Linked DNA regions of Rattus norvegicus: region 2 is linked to region 1. The links are chromatin contacts, called in public Hi-C maps. All regions are on one chromosome and are shown on one strand. The core of a region is the stretch at or near the end of the contact, and the rest is flanking DNA. Distances in the headings are between cores, read along the strand shown. Region 1 holds the start of Gnaq (G protein subunit alpha q). Region 2 overlaps Gnaq (G protein subunit alpha q).

Evidence for each region. Hi-C and Micro-C count contacts between places; a contact is called where the count stands out from the background.
Region 2: a contact with region 1 is called in a Hi-C map of the A7r5 cell line, with 1.9 times the contacts expected there. The contact joins the enhancer-like site here to the promoter of Gnaq in region 1. A contact is called at or near these places in 3 of 12 Hi-C or Micro-C datasets (the A7r5 cell line, Schwann cells and kidney).

Annotation. Positions count from the first base shown.
Region 1 is chr1:222,849,469-222,855,410 of GRCr8, forward strand. Gnaq (G protein subunit alpha q) reads left to right here and starts at 2,985. Exons shown (of 7, transcript NM_031036.3): 1 at 2,985-3,215. The coding sequence starts at 3,080.
Region 2 is chr1:222,977,313-222,982,956 of GRCr8, forward strand. The region is part of intron 2 of Gnaq (G protein subunit alpha q); the gene reads left to right. LOC134485208 (a long non-coding RNA gene) reads left to right here. Exons shown (of 2, transcript XR_010063205.1): 1 at 1-5,644. Among named protein-coding and RNA genes, the nearest start is that of Gnaq, 130 kb to the left of the region's middle. Within about 2 kb of position 2,654, at least 26 of the 93 cell types and tissues checked have an H3K27ac peak or open chromatin away from gene starts, as enhancers often do. A contact at or near this core is called in the A7r5 cell line, where this site is marked.

The DNA.
Region 1 (5,942 bases), core at 1,735-4,234:
CAACCCACAGCCTGTCTCCTGTGATTTTGATTTGGAATTGTTATTTTAAAGTGGTGTACATACACATTGATGATAGATGTTTTCTTTGTCCCATTCTTCCTTTTTTTCTTCCCTCCCCCTTTTCCTTTCTTCCTCATAGGGTAGCTCTGGGTATTTCAGATCTAAGCCTATAGGTTCTTTAGGGTACACTGAAATGCTTCTTTCCGACTCTCCCAAACAGGACTATTGATTACCTTTACCCCAACTTTCATACAAATCAACTCCAGTGTTTTCTTCTGTATCGCCATGCCCTAAGACTACATGCCTGTAGAGTTCAAGGAAGTGCTGTAGGTGCCTGGGTTCTCTCTGCATCTTAACTGGATTGCAGCACTTAATCCATGCTTGTTGGTTTAATGAACTGGAACTTTGTAAGATGAGCCCTGTTTAGTTGCATAATTTAGAGTCGATTCTTCTAGAATACACGCAACACCCTTGTTAGTTTCTGTGTGGACTCCATTTGTTTGATATAGGTTATAGGGGCACTTGCTTAGCAAATGTTTTCCAGATCCATCCAAGGCTCATGCTTGGAATTTCATCTTCCTGTTTCCTTCTTGATGTTCCTATATATTTTATCCTGTGTGTTGCTGCTGTTCCTAACTTCCTGATTTCTTTCCAACGATTCTCCAACTGAGTGGTTTTTGTTTTGTTTTTTTTTAACCAATTTAAATATCTGTGCCGGGGCTGTCCCTGAGGTTGAGACACAAGTGACAAAACAGAGGTCAGTTAAGCAAAAATATATTATTGACACCATAATGGCACAGTTTGTCTCAGGGGCTCCTTAGGAAACCAGACATGAAATGTTGATCGCTTTGTTTTCCAGTGTGTTGTGTCCCTCTAGTACACACTGGAAAACACACACACACACACACACACACACCACCACCACCACCACCACCACCACCACCAACACCATCACCACCACCACACAAAATGGGGGCACAGGGCATACTACTTGTGATTCTCCCCCAAGCTATTTTACATTTCTGCCTATTGACTTTGACTCTTTAGTGTTTAAGCATTTATTTTCACAGCAAGTCCTACCAGCTCTGATGGTATTCATAGAAAAGGGGTGAGAGGTTCATCTTCTTTGCTGTCTTGGCAAGACATCTTATTAAAAAGGAGAGTATAACATACAGACTTCAAGTCCACAACTCCATCTGAGTCCTGACATAGAGGATGGGTGTGTGTGTATGTGTGTGTGTGTGTGTGTGCGCGCGCGCGCGGGCGCGCGGTGCATCAAAGAAGTAGAGAATAAGGCAAAGCAGAGGGGAGACCTTGGAGTCTAAGACTTGTTTCACTCCTAATTTGTAGCAATGATTATGACCTTACATTGCAGCCTAGATCAATAGGGGCAGTTCATGGAAAGCACAACATGGGGAGGGCTCCACTTCTACCTGCAAAGGCAGGGAGAATAGTATGAATCTCCCCCTTGATGTTTAAGACACATTGAATCGAATGAACATTTTTTCCCCCCAAATAACCTTGAGTGATCAAGACTTTTTCTATTTATTAGTAAACCATCTCAAATTAGAAGTGTAAAAACCAAGTAGAATTTTGCTCCAATGGTACTAGTTTCTCCACTTTTTCCTATTTTATTCTCTCCCCTCCCCCTTTTCTTTGATACAATGTTTCATACTGCTCAGGAAGCAATTCTCCTGCCTCAGCCTGTCGAGTGTGGAGTTTATGACACACCATATCCGTCTCTTTCATTTCATTCTGTACTATTTGGAGATCTCCCAGAAATCATCCTTAACTGTCACGGTGTAGAAGGGTCAAGCTCATAATATCAGACTTTTTAACATAGTGTGCTGGTAGGGAAACAGAAATCACCTTAGTGACCGGAAAAGTTGGAACAGATCAGGAGGCTCTTGGAAACTTGGGTTTTTCTCTTCAGGATTCAGATTCCTATCTGGAGATACTGAGGACAGTTCCGTCCACAGATCTCTTGGTAACCCCCAGCGAGCCGGTGACAATCCTTTCTCTTTCCTAGTAAAGAGTATCCCATTTTCTAAGACAGATCTGGAGTCAGAGGCCACTTGAGGCAGTTTTTCCGGAATGGCGTTTTAGAAATAGGAAAGGGCAGCAGGGCTGTAGAGAGGCCTGGGGTGCAGCGCGTGGGCACCCATCAGGGCTCCCGCCGCGCCAGCGGCCGGAGGGCAGGCCGAGGACGCCATATTCTCGCCGACCACGCCCCGGCGGCCCGCGGCAGCCAAAGGACTGTGTTCGCCGGCCGGCCGGCCCCGCTTGAGCGGCCGTGACCGCTGCTCCCGGGCTCGCGCAGAGGGAAGCGGCGGGCGAGCCAGGCCGGCAGTCGGGGGCGGGGCGAGGAGAGCGCGAGCTGTCCAGGAGGGGCCTCGGCCCCGCCCCTTGCGCTGCGCCCGCCCCCTGCGCCCGCCCTCCTCCCGCCGCCGCCTCCCTCCCGGATCTGTGCTCCAGTTCAGAGAAAGGAGAAAATGTGTGTGTGTGGCGAGGGGGAGGGCGAGCACTGAGCAGCCGCGGCGCGCCTGGCAATCGGGCCGGGTGGGCGTCCGGCGGAGGCGGGGGCGGAGGCGGGGAGCGCGCGGCGGCCGGCTGCCCGGTTTGCGCGCGAGCCGAGTGGGCGCGGGCAGGCCGAGGGCGCCCGGAGCCGAGTCAGGCGGCGGCGAGGAGCGGGCGCGCCGGGCGCGCGGAGCCGTCGGCGGTCGCTCGCTGCTGGGCCGCCTCGGTGGATGAGCTCGGGCCGCTGGGCGCACAGCTTAGGGCAGCATCGGCAGCGGCGCCTGGAGGGCCGCGCGCTCTCCAAGAAGGCGGCGTGTGAGCGCGGCCGGGCGCGGCGGCCTTTCCTCGCGCGTCCCAGGCCCCCGGCCCCGCTCGTCCCCGGCCCGCCTGGGCTACGGGCCCGGCCGCCGTCCTCACCGCGGCTCCCTGAGCTCGTCCCTGACGCGCGCCCGGGCGGCGGGACTCCGCGGCCGCCGCTGCCTCGGGGGAGCGAGGGCGGAGGGCGTGTGTGCGCGCGTGTGAGCAGGGCGCCGGCGGGGCTGCAGCGAGGCACTTCGGAAGAATGACTCTGGAGTCCATCATGGCGTGCTGCCTGAGCGAGGAGGCCAAGGAAGCCCGGAGGATCAACGACGAGATCGAGCGGCAGCTGCGCAGGGACAAGCGCGACGCCCGCCGGGAGCTCAAGCTGCTGCTGCTGGGTGAGTGCGGCCCTTGGGCCCTGGTGCCCCCCGCCCCGGCTCGCCGCTGCCCTCCCCGCGCGCGTTCCCGGTCGGCACCCGCACCCGCGCGCGCGCACACAGGGGCCGAGGGCCGGGGCTCCGGAGCTGCGGTGTGCGCCTTCGGTGTCAGCTAGGGCCGTGCTCTGTGCGCCGCGTCTGCGGGACGGCTGAGCGTCCGCGCGAGCGGCGCGGGTGGGCGATGGCGTGCAGTGCGGTGGCAGGCCAGCGTCCATTGTGGCGCGTTGTAGGGTGGAGAGGGAAGGGTGGAAACGGGGAGCAGACTAGGGTCTGGATTCAGCTAGGAAAGGTGCTGAGGAAGCCTTGGCTGGCGCTCCAAAGAAACCCGGGTTAACGTACTGGGCAGGGGCGGGGCGGGAAGACTAGCCCAAATGTGCTCCACTGTAGCCACCAGGCCACTGACAGGAGTGACCCCAGAGAGTTGCATGGGCAGTGGATGGTGACAGGCGTCTCTTCTGCACCATTCCTTCTGGATAAAGATGAAGGATCCGGGAGTGTTGTACTGTGTGGTTGTTGACAGCAGACGGCTATCTTTTGTTTAATGAGGCGACCCAGATGTATGCCTGAATTCACAGCAGTTTCTACTGGAAACCAGCACAGCCTCTCAGTTACTCTCCTGGAAACAAACAGAAACCTTTTGTTTAAAACGGACATTTTAGTATCTTGCCATCTGGGCTCCAAGAAAAACGGGAAGAGTTCGAGAAAATTTCCCTCAGATCTCTTTTTTTTTTTTTTTCTAAATGACAATCCAACATTCTGCTTTAACACGAAATTAAGAAGAAAATGCTATTTTCAAATAGGAATTATATTGATTATTATCTCTGAGAGGATGTTTGGAATCAAGCGATCAGGGTTCATGTACAAGCTAGCATGACATAACTATTGCTACTGTGGTAGGAAGCATGAACTGCTTTGCAGGAACAGGCCTGAAAAATGTCTGCACTTGTGTTTATTTGTATGAGTAAAAATAACGCTTCTCAAACATTTCTGTAAGAAGAGGATATTGCTTCGTTGGTTGGGATTTGAGAAGTCCCCCCTCCCCTCTTTCTTTTCTATCTGGAGCAGTCCATCTGCTGGCTCCAGGAACCCATTACCTTGGGGACCGAACTGCTTATGTACTGGATCACTTATAGTCAGGAGCAAAATATCACAATCACAAATGGCTACCAATGCTATTTCCTTCCCCAGCGTAGGTTTTTTTTTTATTGAAATCCAGTTAGGTAAATGTGCACATATAAAGTGTTCATACAGTACAGAAGGCAAGGAGCTGAATAAAAAGGTGGGTTTTAGGGGAATAAGGCAAGGGGAGTGGGGAAATTGGGTAAGTCTACCACCCTCATCATTTCTGTTTCTTCTCATGGCTGAAAATGGAATGCCTTATCTTTTTCTTTCTTTCTTTCTTTCTTTTTTTTTTTTTAAATTGAGAAGGGAAAAGCAAGGGCAAGTGGAATAAATATACGGTGTTCCAGTATACAATTAAGAGGGAAAACATGTGTTTTAGAGATTTTTCTCTTAGACCTGGCTTTTAATTTTCCTTTGTTTACAATCTTCATATGTTTGTGTTTAGCTAAGAACAGGGCATTTGAGGTCTAGTTAACCAAACTTATTTGCCTGAAATTTGACAGCTCGAGGTTTCCAGGCAGCCATGAGTTAGGTTTGTCAGAGGGCCTAGGTTTAAATGCCTGAGAGGGGGATACACTTATAGAGATACTTAATTACATGCTGTTTATTTTAATAATATGCTATGCTTTAAAAAAAATGAACATGGGAATGATTTCCTGAGGGGAAATCCCTCCAGTCCTACTGCTAAAAATGTGGTCAGTGTAAGTGTGTGGCGGCCCTCCCTCACTGATTATAGATTGAAGCAGGCTTTAAACATGGCCCCACCTCACCCATCAGAGACAGACTGGTGGAGGTGGTAGAAAATTTGCTGTTGATTCAGCACCTGCATTTATGAACAACATTTTTTAAAAAACCCATACAGTTCTCTGTCAGAAGTGGGAGCCCTGGGCATCATTAACAATCACGGCTGTTCTCAGTGTGGATAGGCTTCTTCCAAACGCAGTACCCACATTATTTGTGTAATCATGATAGACATTAAGTGTAAACGTCTCTGTGTGTATGAGTGTGAGATTAGCAGGGAAATGAGTGTTGAACAAGGGAGTGCTTGGGGGAGGGGCTCCTTCCTGGTCTGCTGCCTTGGGAGTAGTCTTCATTTCCTAGTTCTTTCGTTCATTTTACCAACATCTATCCAGAGGAGATTACAGAATGTATTTCATCACATTATTAGTACCTTTGAAGGCTTCTGTACATGGAGGGATCATGCTTCATGTTGAAGTTCTGTGTAAAATTGTTTTCAAATAAGTTTTAACTCAAGGTTGACACTCAAGGAAACTGTCCTGCAAGGGAGCAATGTATTATTTACTTATTAAAATATGGTGGTATCACAAAACCGGTTATCTGACGAGATAATCAAGTGTGCCAGTAAGGCTCTTTTGAGTCATTATCCAGTACTTACGCTAGTATGTGCCTCATTTATTCTACAGAGCTTACACATTTTGATCTCGTTCTACTTGAAGAATGATCTCTGACATTTTATCACAGTAAAGAGTTTCATTTTAACTTAGTAACTTCTGTCTTATTCTCTTTAGATCCTTCACATTAGCATTTGTTTCCTTTGACACCTCA
Region 2 (5,644 bases), core at 1,404-3,903, 130 kb after region 1:
CTAGAAAGAGCTGATGTGATTCTTTTTTCTCTAAGCAGCATAGGGAACAAATATCAACTGTAATCTTTTACCCTCAAAGAAACTAGAAACGAAGATAGAGAACAGACTGCAGCAGTGTTATGAGGCAGTGGGCATTTCTGGCTTTAATTCTGAGGGGTCTTCCTAGTCATTCTTTAAGAACTGAATTTCAGTACCAGTTACAGCTGAGCGGCTTTCCTCTTCAAAAGCAATCTTCCTGAGCCAGAACCTCTGCTAGGGGTTTCCGACCTATTTTTTAACTTCAGTGCCCTTGAAGTCATGACTTTCCTAGCATATGAGAATGGTCTGACAGAAATTGCTGCTTGGGGTGAGGGGCAGAGAAATCAGAATCTCAACAACAGCTCATTCTCCTTGGGAAAGGATGTGATTCTAGAGTATCCTGCATGGATGGCTATAGCTCTAGGCTAGAATTGCGGCCTCAGGTTAGGGAGACAATGTGGGGAACACTTTCTGCTGGCAGCTCTGCTCTTTGCATCCAGGAAGAAAGCTTAATGACTTACTCAAGGACAACACCAATTGGTATTTTCTCTCATTCTAGTTCCCCACTTGAAGTAAAGCCACCTCCCCAGAGCTTCCTAAACACTCGTCCTTCTTCTTTCTCAGAATAGCAGAATAGAGAAGTTGGGCACAATGGCCAGCTGACTGAGGAGAGTAGCTGGCACAGAGCAGCCCACAGGCAGCTAGCTCTAAGGCAGATTGGATGTGAAGAAGGCTTCACACCCCACAGGACTTGCCAGAACCAAGTGCTAGAGGAGTCACCTACACAAGTTAGCAGAATGAATGTCTATTCTCCCAATTACAGCCTAGAGAGTGTTTCTTAAGCTATAGAGATGCCATCTGATGATGCTCTTTGGTTCCCTGACTCCACTGGCAGCCCACCTAGAGCAGCCACCTATCCAAAAGTGGTGTCTGTAAACCAGTTCACATCTGCTGAGAGCACATTGTTAGGTTGGAGACCTTTGTACTCTTTGGTCAACACCAACATGTTGAGGAAAATCTAAGAACTCACAGCATTCACAGAGAACTAGAAGAGAATCTAAGAACTTCTGACAGTTTCAGAGAACTTCATAATTTTCAAAGATTATCATTCAGGTACTGTTCAGCTTATACTTTGAACCTGTGATCTTTGAGCCTAAGTGTAACCTTATTGCTCAGAACCATGATGTCTGTTTATTTTGCCGATCACTTCCGTAGCTATTTTGATGTAATCATTTTGTAGGGGGGCAGGTGGAAAACAAGCTGGGCAGGTTGGGGTAAGAGTTAATGGAGGAAGCAAAGTTAGTATTTTAGCAAACTGTTCTTTTTGTGGTCCATAAGTTATCCAGTGACTCCATGTAGAAACAGAAATATTAAAACCCAAATCCCAACTGGGAGTGGTGTAGTAGTTCTAGCTACTCAGAAGGCTACATCAGGAGAATTACCTGAGTTCAGGGAGTTTGGGACAGGATATTTATTCCAAGATCCACCTCTTGAAAAAAAGCCTGTGTGCAAGAATCTGAGAGGCAGTCAGTCTTCTGCTGCCTACAAAGCACTCTGCCCAACCCTTTGTTTCTTTGTATCAGGCAGTGAGGGTGCCCAGGAAATGAATGCCTGCGTCTTTGGAGTGTGGCTGAAATTTACCCTGAGACTCCTGATCATACCATGATGTTTCTGGACCAGCGGCAGAGGCTGGTCTAGCTAGGGGTCTAATCATGGCAATAATAGGTTTAAGACTATGTGATTTATAGTAGGAGATAAATGGGGATAGTAACAGAATTCTGATAGGAAAGATGTCTCCATCCTTATATTCTGAGTACTTTGTTTTTCTAGGTACTTTAAAAATAAACCATTTTACTTATCACTTCTGTTCTCTTGTAAAATAGGTTTTTGGGTTTGTATGGTGTGAACTGAAATGTTTGCCTCCTTAGTTCAAGAACTGATTGGTCTGTTTGTTTTTATTCAGGTACTCACCACACAGGCTAAGAACAGTAGTGGACTTACTGGTGTGGAAGTTGTTAATAAATTAATTCTTTGGGTAATTTCACTCTGAGCCTGTATCATATTCCTGGCATCTCATATGCAAAGGCACTTTAAAAGTTGCTTCTTTTTGTATTATCAGAGTTCATTTTAAAAAACAGACAGGCAAAAAAGGGAGGAAAATTTCCACCAAGCCTCACCCACTGATAGGCTCCTCCCAGTGAAGTACCACACTTGCTCTGTCTCTGTCTCACTCTGAGTTGAGTCTCAGCACATCATTTTCATGAACGTCGGTGTGGAACACCTTGTCATGCCATCTGGCTGCATCCTAAGCTCTGTGGGCCTCACTGTGGTCTGGCAGCCTGTCTAGGCAGCCTAGCCTTTTGGCATTGGATGGCTTCTGGTGCCAGCAGTGTAAGCAGTGCTTCCGTGACATGCTTGAAAACCCCGTGTCCTTGCTTGAATGCTGGCTTTCCATACTTTGATAAAGTTCCTTAGGAGTGTCATGTGCTGTCTCTAGCATAGGCTCTTCCTCTGGGTTTCTGGGTCAGTTCAAGCCGGATGATTTCAACAGCAGCTCTCTTCTACACTATAAGAAACTCAAGTTTCTTTTCTCTAAAAGAAACTCAAACTGACTCACAGCTCACCAGGATCTTTTAAAAATGTGTGGTATGAAGTGTAAAAACACGACAGTGAACCCACAGTACCTCCTCAGAGAATTCTAGGTTACGGATCCAGTCAGCAGCAGTTTTGACAGCATGAGTCTGCTCTACACCTTTGATTACTGTCCAGAAACTCAGTGAAAGCAATAATTAGGCAATACCCAGGCTGTGACCAAGAGGGTCAGCCAGGAGTTTAAACAAAAATATTAGTTACACAGATGCTGTTCCTGTATTCACCCAGGAGCCTTTGAGCCCCCACTACATGTTGGTGAACAAGAAGGAGAGCAGCCCTGTTCACTGTATGTACCTCTGGGTAGGTGTGTATGACAGACGAAGGGAAGGCTCAGTAATAACAGTAATTTACATAGTGTCTTAGAAAAAGATACGTGTTTGGGGAACCTCATAGAAGTATAAAAGAAATGGGATATTTTAGATATAAGAGAGAATATTTTGGTCTCTCTGACATGCTAATGTTTGGGCCAAAACTTCCAAAAGAAGATAGCAAAGCAAGATGCCCCCTATGACAGGCCAGGCAAGATGTACTGGAGGAAGGGCCCTGAAGCAGAGGTATACCCTAGTTCAGGACTGTGTTTGCAAGTGCAAACCTACACTGTGTTTAGCCCCGTTTTTCACTTTATTTACCTTTTCTAACACAGTCTTTAAGTCTGTGGTGCGGGGCTAAGTCCTAGAAAATATATCATTTTCCTGCAATGAGAAGTGCACAGTGTACCCTGCATATCCTTACACTTGAGAGTAAATGAACACAGTGACTTGGTCCCAGTAGGAGCAGAATGCTTTGATAAACGCTAGGCCCATGTTTAATCTTATTAATGGAACTCAACTGTATGTGAGAAGACAAATCCAGTAGGTCAAAGAGACGCTAGAAATCATCCACAGGTGCACGAGGGTTAGTCTGACTTCTCACCTGAGTGGAGGACAGGCTCAGGTGATTCAGGAGCTTGGTACCTGCCTGGTTTGAGCTGCTGTGGCATCACCTAGAACAGGTGACAGGGTTCTCAGACTGTGGGGTCTTTTCTTCAGGTTTCTCTCAGGGCCTCAGTGTTGCTGTCCAAGGCTTATGTGATGAGTGCATTTCAAATCATCCTCAGTTGTGAGATAATTTCCTCTCTCCTTTCATTGAAGTTATCATTGATCTTCTACTTGTTAATGTGAGATGTGCACCCACAATTAGACACTGGATGACTTACTGAACTTAGCGTCCTTAAAGGAAAGGGTAGTGTCATCATAAGAATCAGATGGTGGCTGGGAAAGTGTTCCTGGCTTGGAATTCTAATACCAGCCACAAAGTAGAGCCTGCACCAGTCAGGTGAGAGCTTTCAGATCTGCTCACGTGTGATTATTGACTCAACACAGCTTCATACCAAGGTGCACTCTATCATACTTTTCCATTGTTTTAAATTAACAAAATTTCATTTGTAAAAATATCATTTGTAAAAATAATTTCGTCCTCTCTAAAAATATGTATAAGACATTGAGCTGTCTTCCGGAGAGCATTTATTGAAGCTGGACTTTGCCTGTTTAGAAGGTTAAGAAGGTCTGAGCAGATGTTGTTGACATGTCCAGTAAGAACAGTCCAGCATGTGCTAGGCACAATTTCAGAATGACTGAATGCAGAGGAAAGGTGTGTATTTTAGAAACATGATGGAAGCTATCATCTTCCCAGGACTTTCCAGATAGTCTTGGTTTACCATCAGTTTTCACACTCATTAATTTTCTTCCTCATTAATGAAAATCTATCTTAAATTTGTTACAACCTTAAAAATTAAAATACCTGTCTCAAATTTTAAGCTTAGTAGGCCTGAGCAATTTTTCCTCTACAAATGTGTGTGAAGTGTGCATGGTGTGTGTGGGGGTGGTGCTACAGCATTCAGGTGGGGGTCAGAGGACAGCTTTGGAGTCAGAGTTGATAGCGAGCGCTGTTACCTGCTAAGTTAAGTCACCAGCCCAGTTTTAAAATACAGCATTTCTAAAAGAGTGCTGAAGCAAGCTGCAGAATCAGTATCAGCCTCTGTCCCCATGGGTACACAGGCTGCTGGACAGAGACAGGACATAGAGGTCTGTTGGAAGGAGTGTCGGAAATTAAGCTTTGGCAGAGAGTAGACTAAAAATGCATTGGGTATATACTTCAGATGGCAGACTCTGGACTTTTGGGCAGTGAATAATTCTAGTAACAAAGGAAAATGGGCATCGCAGATGGGCTTGTGCCTTTTTGTTTCTTGTTGGCAGTTTCCCTATTGAGCTCTGGCAAGTCCAGAACTCACTATTTAGACCAAGCTAGACTCAGATTTGTGGTGATCCACCTGCTTCTGACTTCTAAGAACTGGGATTATAAGAATTACCACCACACCCGACTGATGCTATGTTGTTTGTTGTGAGATTTAATTAAGCTCATTTTTTTTTACCTTCCTGTCAGTAAAAGTGGGTTATTTCTAATAACTAAGGCCAATAAGAGATTAGAGTAACCAATCATATTCTTACTACGTTGGGTTTTAAGTGTAGAACAGGATCCTAATAGTTTTTATGTGAAAATTATTAAAGTATTATATAATTTTCTCACACCTTCTAAAATGATAGTTTGGGAAAAGGCAAACATAGATTACTCATTTATCTTTTTTCTTACTTGGCCAATCCCCTAATTTGGAAGTTATGCAGCAGTCACATAAGTGTGAATATGTTAACCTGCCAGCTGACAGTTCTACCCCAGTGTTCAGTGTCCAGTAAAAAAGAACTGATTGGCTTTCCCTGCTCTTCCCACCATGTAGGATGCTAACAAGGCTCTTTCTGAAACCACTGTGAAGTTCATGAGAACCCAGTAGTAAGCACCACACTGTCAGTCTCTGCAGTATGCAGCAAGGAATATAAAATACTTGTACAAGAGCATAGGCTATGACCCATTCTTTAGAGAGCCGGCTAGTGCAACAAGTCCTAGAAGCCTGAGAGCTCTGGAAATGGTGCTGAGCGATTGC